Linked DNA regions of Mus musculus: region 2 is linked to region 1. A link is a contact called in public promoter capture Hi-C data. All regions are on one chromosome and are shown on one strand. The core of a region is the stretch at or near the end of the contact, and the rest is flanking DNA. Distances in the headings are between cores, read along the strand shown.

Region 1 (6,463 bases), core at 1,797-4,296:
TCTTGGTGCGCTGAGGGATACCATGATGTATAGCTGGGGACGTAGGAGCCAGCGCTGCTGCCGGAGCCCTTCCCAGATGAGGAGTTCGGATTCCAGCCGGGTGGTACCGGTGGGGAGCCGGCAGACAAGGCTCTGCCGTTCGCCAGCGCGCTGCCCTCCAGAGCTGCCCCGCCTTGCTTCATCAGCTTCTTGAACTTGGAGCGTTTGTTCTGGAACCATATCTTGACCTGCAGGATCGGGCGACAACGTGACTGGACTATGACCATTGAGCCTACCCAGGTCCAAGGAGAAAAGGGACGGGTGGACAACAATACCCGCCCTCCTTGCTTTGGGAAAGCTGACAGCTCCAGGACAGAGGGGCAGAGACCACCGCCTCCCCACACCCCATGAGGGCCAAAGGCCAGAAAATTGAGCCCCAGGTCCAGCCGCTGTTGGCAACTTTTAGAGCAGCTATCAGAGCCGGGAATAAGAGAACAGGGGAGAGCCAGGCCTTGGCTTGCAAATGAGACGATGCCACCTGGGCGACGTTTATGGAAGACCTCATGCAGCACAATGCAATAACAATAAAGAAAATTTAAAACCTAGATAGGAACGGGGTGGGGGGCGGGGGCATTTGTTAAAATTAGATCTCCTTTCCTCGTAGGACTATTGGAAGAGGCTACAGCGTCTTTGTTAAACTCTTTAGACTCAAACCAATTCTCCCCCCCACCCCCAACGGTGTATTTGCTTTCCCCAGCTCCAACCTAAATCTAGAGACAGACTGGCCCTCGTTCGAATGCCTAGGAACTGCCCAGGGTCTTAGAGAAGTGCAGGAAGAAAAAAGAAAAATCTCACTTTTTTTTTCCCCCTTCTTCTTAAGGATCTGGAACTTGGGAAGTGAAGGGCCAGAGGGAAGGATCTGCCTCTGCCACCTCGCAAGAAGAAGGAGGTGGGGGAAGCAGGCTTAGGCCCAGGACCTGAGTGATTAGTGGCACACTTTAAAGGCTAAGGAAGATTAAATCCCCCTTCTATTGTTCCAGTTGTTCAGGCACGTGTGACCTCAGAACCTCCAAACAAAACGTCTGGGGAAATCCTTCCAGTTCCCTGCCTGGTCAGAAGACCAGGTAGCCTGCAGGTCAGAGAGTAGGGTCCGAGCTAGGGCAAACAGTTTGAGGGAGGAAGAGGAGACGCTGAAAGTCAGAGGTGGATACACACACACACACACACACACACACACACACACGGGTTGGGGGGCGGACTGTGACACCTAGAACCAGAGGCCCAGCGAACAAAAAATGTGAAGCCTGGGGCTGGAGCCCAGCTCCCGAGGCTTGTTTGGCAGAGCGGCCAGGTACCTGCGTCTGTGTGAGTCCCAAGGAGGCCGCCAGCTCCGCCCTCTCAGGCAGAGCTAAGTACTGAGTTTGTTGGAACCTCCGGTTCAAAGCCTGCAACTGCAAACTGGAATAAATTGTCCTGGGTTTACGGATCTTTTTCCCTTTGCCGTTAAAGCGCACCTCGCCGCCTTCCACCACCGTACTCTTCTCGGAGTCCGCCCCTGGAGGGACAACAGAAGCAGAGACCCTTGTTAATGCTGCACTGCCTTTAGTGAGGAGGGACGAGAATGAATGTCTATGGATGGGTTGGCAGAAGTAGGGTCCGGAAAAGAACGTTCAAGAAACCCTGAAAGACTGCGAAGGTCCCTCAAGGTCCGAGCGCACGTCCCTGGCTGCTGCAGACAGAATTGGGTCGTTCCCAAGAGCGCAGCTATTGCCTTTGCAGAGAAAGTTTGCTATTTTTTGCAGGCGGTAGTTGAGGTTTAATTACCCTTAATTGCATACATTGTTTATAGCGCTACGCAATAAATAATTACCGAGACTAATACGTGCACATGTGGGTTTCTGTTTTCCAGCAGGGCATTGTGTGCTCGGCGCACCGAGCGGCCCAGAGGCCCAGCCAGTGCCAGGAGACGCGCTCGGATTTATCCTTTGCTGGACAGTTGTAAATTGAATTGACTTATAATTTTTTTCTTTTCAGTGACAAGGATCCACAGATTGATATCCGAAACCTCTACTACTTCCGCGCTTTCCCCACCCCCACCCACCTCTCTACCCCACACTCTCTTGTCTTTTCTCTTTCCCCCTCCCCTTCTCCCCCTCTCTCCTATTCTCCTTCCCTTCTCTCCTTGTCCCTGGCAAGCGCACGTACCTGGGTCCTCCAGGCGGCTCTGGGCGAGGCTGGCGCTGCCGGGGTAGGACTGCACGGAACTGATGTAGGGGCTGGACGCGTGGCTGCTGACCGAGTTGACGTAGGGGTAGCCCAGCGGTCGGGAGAAGGATGAGGCCGAACTGTAGGCACCGTCGGGCTGCGAATGGCCCGCCGAGTGTAAACAGTGCATGGAGTAGTGCCCGTGGGACATGGGAGAAGGAGACATTTGCTGGTTGGGCGGCCCAAACTCCATAAACACAGCCTTGCCCGACACGGGGCTGTTGAGACTTTCTGGCATGGTGGTCATGGTCATCTCTTCTCGCGGGGTCTGGGTGTGGGTCTTTCTCTCCTCTGCTTCCCTTTTGGGGGTCTCTATGTTTCTCAGGACAGGAAGGAACCCAATTTAAGCGGAACAGGGGTTTTCACTTTCCATTCATAAGAAAATGGAGTTTGTCTCTTTGAAAAGTCTAAGCATGATGCTGCCGAGCTCCCCAAACTCGGTTCAAAGCTTTGACTCAGCCAAGGTCATAAATATTCATGAGCTGGTGGAGCTGATTGGTCGGCTCTCTTGCATAATCACCGGGGATTGGTCCGAGAAGCTCGGGCTCGGCTGGACTAGAGCGGGCGACGCGGCCCGGCCTGGGGAGAATCCGGTCCACACGTCCCGGCCGGGGCTCCTCTGCAACAGAGCGCGCGGAGCGGGACGCACAATGGGCTGCGGCGTCCGCGCAGGAACCTCGAAGGCGCGCGACTCCAGCCTCCCGCCTCCCTCGCGCGCTTCCCGCCCCAGAAACCAACCAGCCGCGCCCTGCCGTCGCCCTCCCCCTTGCTGTCCCCACCCTTCGCCCGCCCCCAACGCCTGGGACCCCGGACCACTTCTTCTTGAGGTCACCTAGTCCGGTGCGGAGCGCCGCTCCAGAGTCCGGCCGCGGTCTCTGGATCGCGGAGTCGCGCACTGGGCGACAACCCAGGTAGCCTGCAGCCAGCGGTCCTTCTGAGCGTCTTGTGCCTAGCTCAGCGCGCTCCAGGCCGCGCCTCCCAGGTTGGGGTTCTCTCGGCCACATCCCGGGGATCTGGGTTTGGGGGCCCTCTGGCCCAACTCACTCACTCGGCCGCCGCCCCGCCGTTGCCACCGTTCCCAGGGGCTTGCTCGCATCTCTCCAGGCCCAGCTGGCCACTCCAGCTCGAGGCTGCACGGGTCTGATCAAAGCAGTGCGCGTGGAGAGCCAGGAACCCACGCTTCTCCACCCAGGAAAGGCGGCCGCACCGCCTCCCCCCTCCTTTCCCTCCCAACCTTCCTGCCTCCCCCTCCCCTCTCCACTCCCCCTGAGCCACGAGCCCCGGGCTCACTCGCCCCGAGGGCGCGGCTCAGCGTGGAGTCCTGAGGGCCCGCAGTCGCCTGGTGGCTGGTGCATCGAACTCCTGCCAGGTGGTCATTTTCCGACCTCCTGGGGTCTGGCCAGAGTACTTGGGGTTTGGGAGTCCTAGGGAGACACCGACACCCTCAGCAAATCCTGATCAGTGGTAGGCTTGAATATTTGTGTTTAGATATGCCCCTCTCTGTCGCCCGATCTCTTCCTCACCTCCAGTGGCCAAAGCTGGAGCCTCCGGGCCCGGGGGTGAGGTGGGGAAGCTGGTGAAGGAAAGAGCTGCCAAAGCGCGCTGTCTACCATCTGGGTGCAAGTGTTGAAAAGTGCACAAAAGATTCTCTCGCACTCCACCCCCCCACTACTACCACACACCACCTCGCGTGGCGCAAACTACGCTGGTTGCTAGGGACTGTTGGTTCCCAATCCCGCCAGCCCCACGATGAATCCCAAATTACTTTGTTAGGTAATTAGAAAGTGTTGATAATTATTTCTTTCATAATTTAGCGGTGTGACGGGGACCGGGGGAAATGATCTTGTGAAAGTTCACACGTGCACACGTATTAGTTACTGATTCATTTGATTAAATGGTAGTCTCAAGTGCTCAGATCCGCAGCTGAAGGCGCCCCATTAGCATAACACTGATGTTTAATTTTCATACGCATAATTAGCCATATATTTAACACTAATAGCAACATGCAGCCTTTCAGCGTTAAACAGCCCGGGGATTTGATCTGGCCTGAGCTGAACCTGCGCCGCGGCACCTTCCCCTATCTGGAGTGCACAGTGATCACAGGGAGACCTCTGTAATCAAGCACATTTTGGCAGAGGGAACACCAATAAAAATGAACATTCAAAACAAATTACATCGGTGATGTCGTTACAGATATGAGTACAGGGGATTCATTCTCATTCTCTCTCTCTCTCTCTCTCTCTCTCTCTCTCTCTCTCTCTCTCTCTCTCTCTCTCTCTCTCTCTCCTTCAGCAGCAGCTCCTGCCTAAAGATTTCCTCTTCTGATTAAAGGCATGAGGCTGTGCGCAGAAACATTTCATGCAGCATGTTGGTTGGAGCAAAAGAGAAAAACAAAAGAAAGAGGAAAAAAACAAAACAAAAAACAACAGTCCAAAATTCGTAAACCAATAAAGGGTTTGCCATCGCCTGAAAGGTTTTTTGTTTTGTTTTTGTTTTTTCCTTAATCGCCAAACCACAAGGTGAGGCTTTGTAACACCAACCAACTAAGAACTCCAACTCGCCTCGTCCTGGTCTTCCTGTCGTACTCGCGATTTTAATAGCTCCTTCTTAGTGCCTGTTTTGGGGTGTGGAGTGCCGTCCTGTGCGCCCAACGCAGCCGCTTGGATGCCATCTGAACCGAAGGTCTCTTCGCCTTGCGGGCCTTGCCCATGTAAGTGATCGCTGCGGTTGTGCGCCGGGGTTGGGATGGGGAAAACTGGACTGGTGTCTCTTGGAATTTAGTGCAAGGTATGGGGACGTCGGATGGCCGGATTGCCTAGGACCAGTTTATCCCAGAGACTGGTTGGGTTGGGGAACCAGAGAGCGACCATGGGTCTACTAGGTGCTCTGTCCTTCCACTTAGCAGAGCAGGAGGCCAGGCTGGCTACTGGGAACGGGTGGGCACGATAGGGTTTCAGAGTCTGGCCACATTTAGAACTGAGCTGTGTGTAGGTGAGGGAGCACACTTGAGAATTATTTCCTAACTCAAGGAAGCAAGTCTTGGGAGAAACTGAGCCGGGTCCCTGAAAGAGTGTACAGGCCTCAGCAAACTTCAGGAAGTGAGATCTTATCTCTACTTTGTGAGTCCCGGTGTGCAGTCCTCCAACTGACCCAACTCTAAAGTGACACACCTGCTCCAAAATGCTCAGACCTTTGCCAGCCCAAGTATGAAAGGAACTTAGACTCTCCCATTGGTCCTGAAGGTTCCAGATCGGGAGCAGAACTCACGGGAGTCACCTCAGGAGCCAACAGCTCAGGTAGCCAGCTTACACTTCCTGTCTGGAATCCCTGCGGTTCAGGGTTAGGCGTCAGGTCAATTTAGTTGGTCAGCTGATGAGGAAGTGGAAGAGAGGAGGCTCTTAAAAAACAAAAACAAAACAAAACAAAAAAACGAACCCTACTTCTCAGTCTTAACTTCAAAGAACATTACACAAAATTCCTTTAAGTTTGTTTCCTACAGAGCTGCTGCGTTTAGCAGCACAGGCTAGATTACTAAATCAGATTATATACCTTCCCCATAAATACCTTCACCTGCAATAATTGTCCCAGTGGTTGGTGAAATCCTGTGGTCCTAATAAAACTATCCTTAGGGGGACCTAAGAGTAAACTGATCTGCAGATAAAGACACTACATGCTAATCTGATTGCTCTAGAAAAGAAGTGAAGTCATTCTCTGGCAAGTATCTTTAAGGCAGCTGGCCCTGATCCTCTCTAGGGAATATGGATGCTCCGTGGTCACAGCTTCAGTCTCTGAGTCTCTGCCTGGCGAATTCCAGAACACCTCAAAAGTTTGCCAGTTGATCTTTAAAATTCCCCATTCCTTCTTACCCTCAAACAAAGTCGGTTTAGAATTGCCGCCACACAACTCTCTACATCTCTAGATGTAGACAAACTGATCTGGGGAGTTGGGGACCATGGATGAATTCCCAAGTTTAGAGGAGAGCTGAAATGTACCACTGTGGGCAGTACTTGTCCCCAGCTTCCCACCTCCTCCTCCATGGCTCTGGGTGTCCTGCTAACTCCCTGGGGGTGCCTCTATGCTATCAATCCTGGCAAATGTAAAATCTCCTTGGCTCCCCAGACGATCCAAGCCCTATTAAGGACTCGGGCCACCTGGCCATTTGCATGAACACAAGCCAGAGTTCACAGAGGTTCTGATGTTCTTGCCCCCCGCTGGCCAT
Region 2 (6,463 bases), core at 2,669-5,168, 3.2 Mb before region 1:
TAGATTAAAGAAATGATCCAGGGTGGTAGTAGTTTTTGTTTAGGTAGTTCAATGCTTGTCTAAAAGGAAAGACTAGTCATGTCAAAGACCACAGCAGGAAACTCTTAGAGGTGACTACAGAGGAGCAATTAAGTAGGACTTCTAACAAGTCTTTTCAAACAGCTGTAGAATGCAGAGAGGAAGCAGCTGTTTTAAGCAAGATCTGATCCGCATCAAGTTATTGAGAGGCAAATAATAAAACATGAGAATAATATCAACAGACCTACTCATAAAGTGATCTCCTCCCCCCCCCCTCCAACAGCTGAGGTTGTTAGAACTTGAATTCTTTCAACTCCATGAGATGGTAGATGAGGACAAGAATTCAGGTGCAATTTCACATTCCTATCACATTGCTGCGTATCAAGAAAAGTCATCGTCCACTGTTGTCTAGACTTTTGAGTTATCAGAGTTGGCGTGCTTGTACTACAGCCTAAACATAATAGCATACAGTTTCTGTGGGACTCATTTGCACCTTTAAGTCTTTCTGTTGAGCTATCTAGAAGTCTTAAGGAAGTGGGGAGAAAGTAGGAGAAACATCCTAACTTGATAAAGTACCCACTTGCTTATATGTGTTTCTATTGCACTTTTCTTCCCCGTTTATGTAACTGCGAGGTAGCCCAGGAGCCCTGCTGACTGTGGGCACCTTCTGCAGAAGGGAGACTAAGTGAAAAATAAGAGTAGAGGGTTTTGTGTTTTGTTTATTTGTAATCTACCCTCTGGCCAGATTTCAAGTTGTACCTCTTCTAAGAAATTAATTTAAAAATATTCCACTGTTAAAAACAGACAAGTAGCCAGTGGTTTTGGCTCACACCTTTAATTCAAGCACTTGGGAGGCAGAGGCAGGAGCATTTCTGTGAGTTCAAGGCCAACGTGGTCTACAGAGTGAGTTGCAAGACAGCCAGGGCTACCCAACCTTGCCTCAGAAAACTAAAACAAACAAACAAACAAACAAACAAACAAGCACCAGACAAGTACCCTGTGTTCTCAGCCAGAGCCTGATCTGGCTTATAGGAAAAGAATGCTGGCTTATAGGAAGAGGATGCTCTTAATTCTGGCTCCTCTCAGCCTCCTTTAGATAGGAAATCGGCCAATGGGAACTTTTGGGTGGGCAGCGGCTTTGCTCAGAGAACACAAAGGATAAAGAAACAAAGTCTTCAGGTCACCTTTCCACTTCCTTTTGTGACAACAGGAGAAAAAGAAAAAGGAGATCTCCCCAAGTGTCTCTGGATTTTCAGCAGTCCTGTAATGGGCTCCCAGCCCTTGAGTTAATGTGCATGTCCACCATAAAGCTCAGGGGAAAGAACTATTTCCGTAGTGTTTTGAATTTAGCAGAGTAGCTCTCTGCTATGTACATCAGATTTGCCCAGATAATTATGGATTATTTGCTTTGTGCTTACAACCTGTAAGAAGCGTTACTTTTGCCGGGCGTAGTGGTCCATGCACACTCTTAATTCCAGCACTCAGGATACAGAAACAAGCAGATCTCAGAGTTCAAGGCCAGCCTGGTCTACAGAGTGAGTTCCAGAACAGTTAGGGCTACAAAGAGAAACTCTTATAAAACAAAACAAAACAAAACAAAAACAAAAAACAACGAAGAGGAGACGGTGATGGTGGGGGTGGTACTTTTAGGTCCCCAATGTAAATAAACTCCCATTTTGAAACTGGATCAGCTTAAGGAATCAAAATGAAAGGGATGTAAGAAAAGGCAGAGAATAGTAGATTCTGTAACTTTTATTACCAAAAAAAAAAAAAAAAAGTCAAAATCTTTACATGCTATGCATGACATTAAATGTCATATATAAGGTTCACTGCAAGCAAATCTTTAAAAAATATACATACTGTATATATTTACACTTCAAGTTTGAGTAACTGATGCCAAGGTATAATTCAGATTCTAATCCTTACCTACCCTGTGGATTTGTTCCGCTACTAACTAAACAGTGATTGTGTTTCTTCACCCAGGCACACGAAGAGGTAGGAGCGCCACTTTAAATAAACAAACTGGAGCACAATATGAAGATCATCATTGAAGCAGCTTAGCTACATAGAGGAAACCCTAGCTAGCTTTGATCATCTCAGGAAGCTGAATATATGTAGTCTGTCCAGGAAATTAAAACTGAAACAACTTCAGAGAGATACGTTTCTGACCACACTAGACTAAGAAGGCCTGCCACTCTGCACCCGAGAATTTTAAGTGGCTCACATAGCAGCGTTTAGGCAGGTAGCTAAGACACCTTTCCTCCCCATGAGGCAAAAATAATATGCGAATAAAAGATATCAAATATATATCTCTATACACAGCCTCTGGAACTCAGAAGCCAATTTAGACAATTCCTTTGCCAAGTAAAATCCGTATTAATTTCTACCCATGCCCACCTCCAGCCCAAACTAAGCTCTCAAGTCTATTCAAAGGTGGGGAGCAGTCTGTGACTTCTGTAGACCCAAGGTCCTCAGCCTTAAGAGTGGGCCTCAGGAAGGCTCTTGAGCCTGAGAAGGGCTTCCTAGATTCCGGCCAGATTTGATGGGACTTGTTTCTGACCGGGGAAGCTTAATCGAGGCCACAGAGGCAGCTGTGGCCAGAAGCCCCTCTCGTTCCCTCTTCTTCTGCTTCATCCTACGGTTCTGGAACCAGATTTTGACCTGGGTGTCATTCAGCTGTAAACAGTTGGCTATCTCGATGCGTCGGGCTCTAGTTAGGTACTTATTGAAATGAAACTCTTTCTCTAGCTCTGTCAGTTGCTTGGTGCTGAAATTTGTGCGGATGGCACTGGGAGGGCTTGTGGCTCCATATTCGGACAGTTTGCCTGCAACATAAAGACAAGGTGTGAGCAGGAGGAGGAGATGCTGAAACTATCCAGTGGAGCTAAGACTTAGAATCAAAGTCACAGCGCAGCCCTCCTGAGTGATGGACACAGCTGAACCAGAAGAAGCGCTCTGCTGAGGCCTCTCAGCTCCTGGGGCATTTTCTGACCCTGGGCTCTGACCAGGGCTTAGGAGTAGAATCTCTCTCCAGGGTTGGTGGCCACACGCTCCCGGCTCTTCACGAAGGAGGCGCCCCCCCCCCCCGAACCCCCAGGTGCCTCCCCTCAGCGCCCACCTCCTTACTTTTCTTGGGGGCGTTCCTCTTCACTTTCATCCACTCGAAAGTGCTGTGGGCGGCCGGGAGGCTGGAGGTGGGAGAGGCCGGCTTGGGGCAGGCTCCAGGGGCCGGGGACACAGTCTGAAAGGGCCCGGGGTGGCCGTCTGCGGGCTCCTTGAGACACGCGGGGAAGGGGCCAGGCTCGCCAAAGGCAGCGAAGTCCACCTGGCCGCTGAGCAGGAATGATCCCCCGCCGGAGAAGACCGCCGAGGTGGCATAGTGGACGTGCGCCCCGCCCTCGTCCGCCGCTCTCCCAAGTGCGCCCGGGAAGTCAAACGCCGGCCCGGACCCCAAGAAGCCATACTCGGCGGCAGAGGCAGGTGCGGCGCCCCGCTCGTAGGCGCCTTCCAGGGTGCAGGGCGCGTACCGGGGCGCGGCGGGCTGTGGGACCGGGGACTGAGCGGGGCCTGCGGGAGGCGACGGCGTGGGCCGAGCGGTGGCCAGGGGCAGGCAGCTCACGAAGGCGCCGTCTCCGCTGCCCAGGGGGAAGGCCGGCTGCAGGGCCACAGGGCGCGCGTCGGCGCGGCAGAACTTGGGTGCGAAGCCGAGCACGTCGCCGCCTACCCCTCCGCTGCCACCGCCCGCGGCGCACGACACGTACTCCAGGTAAGAGCTCATGGCTCGCTCCGCACGACCTAGGCGCCGCACCCTGCAGGTCTGCGCAGCTCCGCCTTCCCGCTACCCCCGCTGCCCTCGCCGAGCCATGGCGAGCGAGCCCGAGGTAAATAGTGGCTTCATATACCGGCGGCGGCAGCCACGTGGCGCCAGCCAGCCAATCGGCGCCTTCCCCGCACTGGCCGGTCCCGACTGGAGTGCGGTTCCACGCGCCTGCCTTGCTGCCAACTTAGCCAAAGTGGCTGAGGGGCCTCCGCCCAGCTCGGGGGAGAGCGGCGCCGGCGGAAGGGCGGGGCGAGAGCCCTGGACATCAGCTCCTGGGACAGGTATTGCGGGAGAAAGGCAGGGAAGGGCGAGGGATGCAGCGGTCAGGGCTGGTCCCTCTCGGGACCCCTTGGGCTATTTCCCGGGGAATGATGGGCGAGCCTGGATGATGCTGGGTAACAGTATTGCTTTTGCCCTGAGGGGACTCTACCCAGCCCTCCCTCTGAGAAGGTCAAGTTACTCTTGCCCCTCTTTGGGGGGGGGGGGGTGCATTCGGGTTTCCTTGACCCAGAAATCCCTCTTGTCCTAAACCTAGAACAGACATTCCTTGCATCTTCCCTCTTTTCTGCCTCACCAATGACTCCTGGGACCACCTAGGCCGGGGGGGGGGGCCGCGGGGGCGCGGGGGGTGAAATCATTTTCACTAGCTTTTCTTTGCACCATTCCCCCCCGCCCCCAGAATTTATCCTCTTCAGCTCCCCTTCCAATTTGTGGCGACGTGGTGAGAATGGATGTTTGTAGTGTCAGTGTCGATTTGGGCAGAAAATAAGTTTGGATTTTCCCTTCTGATGAGGTCATCAGAATACGGAATCCACTCTGTGGCAGAAAGGCCCTTGTACACTATTTAGAAGGCTGGCACGCGAGCTGCGCACGCTTTCACTGAGACTCTTGGCTGGAGGGCGCTGGGCATCCTGGGGACTGGTCAGATCTCAGAGCTTTGGACTGGCTTGTACCTTAAAGCAATTAAAGCTTCTGTTCCATCAGATAAGTGCTGCGTCGTCTCTTGCGAGTGTAATCTGAGGGCTCACGATGTTAATGGGCTCACGTCTTTCCCTTGATAATATGGTTTGTTTACTGAGTGTAGAGAGCCGGGAAATAAAAGTGTAATTGGCACAGGAAATGGAGAGGAGAAGGGTCATACAGACAGGCTTTACACGGACAAACTTTCCAGCTTCCTTAACCATCTCTTTTCATGTTGTCCTCTTTAGGGCAGTAGAAAAACGCCAAGAGAAATAAATACAGGTTATTTGCACACAGCCATAAGTAAATGAAGGTGGTTTTCTAAAAGCCTCTGTATTGACGAGTCTAAAGAGTCGGCTCCAGGTTTATTCAAGTGCCCTTGAAAACTTGATCTTTTGCAGCCTCCAAGTTAGAATGAGTGAGGTTTTGTTATTGCTTTATGTATCCACTCGTCATGAGACAGCGATTGAGCACTTGCCTAAAATTCCACTCAGGCCTCATAGTCCAGGAGTGAGCCCCTTTCAGGGCTGTGGACTTGTAAGTAAATAAAGCTACAGCAAACGCCTATTATGCTAGTGAGGTGGACCTGGTGCAGCTTAAGCACCTAGACTTGGGAATGGTCACGTGACTGAGCACACCGTTACAAGAGTATGGGGTTCTTGACAATGAACGGAAAGTAGAATCCTTCTACTAAAAACAGACCTTCCACCTAAAACTACCCATTATTTGCTTTCCCTGAAGCATATTTTTTGGCGATTCTGTCTTTGCTTGAAGTAGAAACCGTACTAAAATGAAATGAGCAGCTGTTGGTATTTGTATTATTGTTGCTGTTTTGTTTTAACGGTTGTATTGAGAGTGGACATCAGATGTGGAGGTTGGAGTAGTTTTAGTATTTGTTCAGACCCAATTGTAGCTCCCTGATGAATCCATACCAGAGAGCTATGGTCTGTTTATCATCCTCTCTTCTTTTAGTTTTTGAGTCCTTGGGGTTTCCTATGCTCTGGAGCTCAGACTGCTGTCTTCTTTTATTTTGGTTTTGATGTGCTGGGTATCCAACCCAGGGCCTGACAACGTGCTAAGCAAGCACTCTACCACTGAGCTACATACTCAGCCCTTGAGTTGGTTTGCTTGTTGTTTGTTGGAAGCCAAACCTCTGGTCATTTCATTCCATGCCTGAATTCAGCAGATGTTTGCCATTTGCACTAGGTAAGGACACTTTATTATGCCTAGAAAAAGATATCCTTAAGGAAAAGGAGCAAGATTCATTCCTGCAAGGTTCATCCTGTTTCCGTTTGCTGTACTTCAAGTCTAAGAGATCGATCTCTCTCCCCCCCCCCCCCTCTCTCTCTCTCTCTCACACACACACACACAGAGAGAGAGAGAGAGAGAGAGAGAGAGAGAGAGAGAGAGAGAGAGAGAGAATATATACCCAAACCTCACACAGATTAGGCAAATGCTCTGAAACTATCTCCAGCTCATACTTCAGAGTAATCTCAGTTTATAATCATCTGAGGAGAGGCTGGAAGGTATTATTGGGGGAAATGTGCTTAAAAATATGTGAATAGAGAATATTTTTAGTAACTACCCAGTTTGTCTCTAGTGTGAACAGAATAGGAAGGAAATGTCTTACAAATTATATTAATGTGTAAGTCCTGAATCCCTAAG

What was found. Promoter capture Hi-C pulls out the DNA fragments that hold promoters and counts their contacts.
Region 2: a contact with region 1 is called in a promoter capture Hi-C map of embryonic stem cells. The contact joins the promoter of Hoxd1 here to the promoter of Dlx1 in region 1. A contact is called at or near these places in 3 of 39 promoter capture datasets (cranial neural crest, embryonic stem cells and frontonasal cranial neural crest).

What each region holds. Positions count from the first base shown.
Region 1 is chr2:71,526,028-71,532,490 of GRCm38.p6, reverse strand. It overlaps Dlx1 (distal-less homeobox 1), which reads right to left and starts at 3,046. Exons shown (of 3, transcript NM_010053.2): 1 at 2,185-3,046; 2 at 1,335-1,534; 3 at 1-227. The coding sequence starts at 2,497. It also overlaps Dlx1as.
Region 2 is chr2:74,760,435-74,766,897 of GRCm38.p6, reverse strand. It overlaps Hoxd1 (homeobox D1), which reads right to left and starts at 3,918. Exons shown (of 2, transcript NM_010467.2): 1 at 3,145-3,918; 2 at 1,756-2,843. The coding sequence starts at 3,796. The coding sequence ends at 2,509. Haglr (Hoxd antisense growth associated long non-coding RNA) reads left to right here and starts at 4,002. Exons shown (of 3, transcript NR_110445.1): 1 at 4,002-4,119.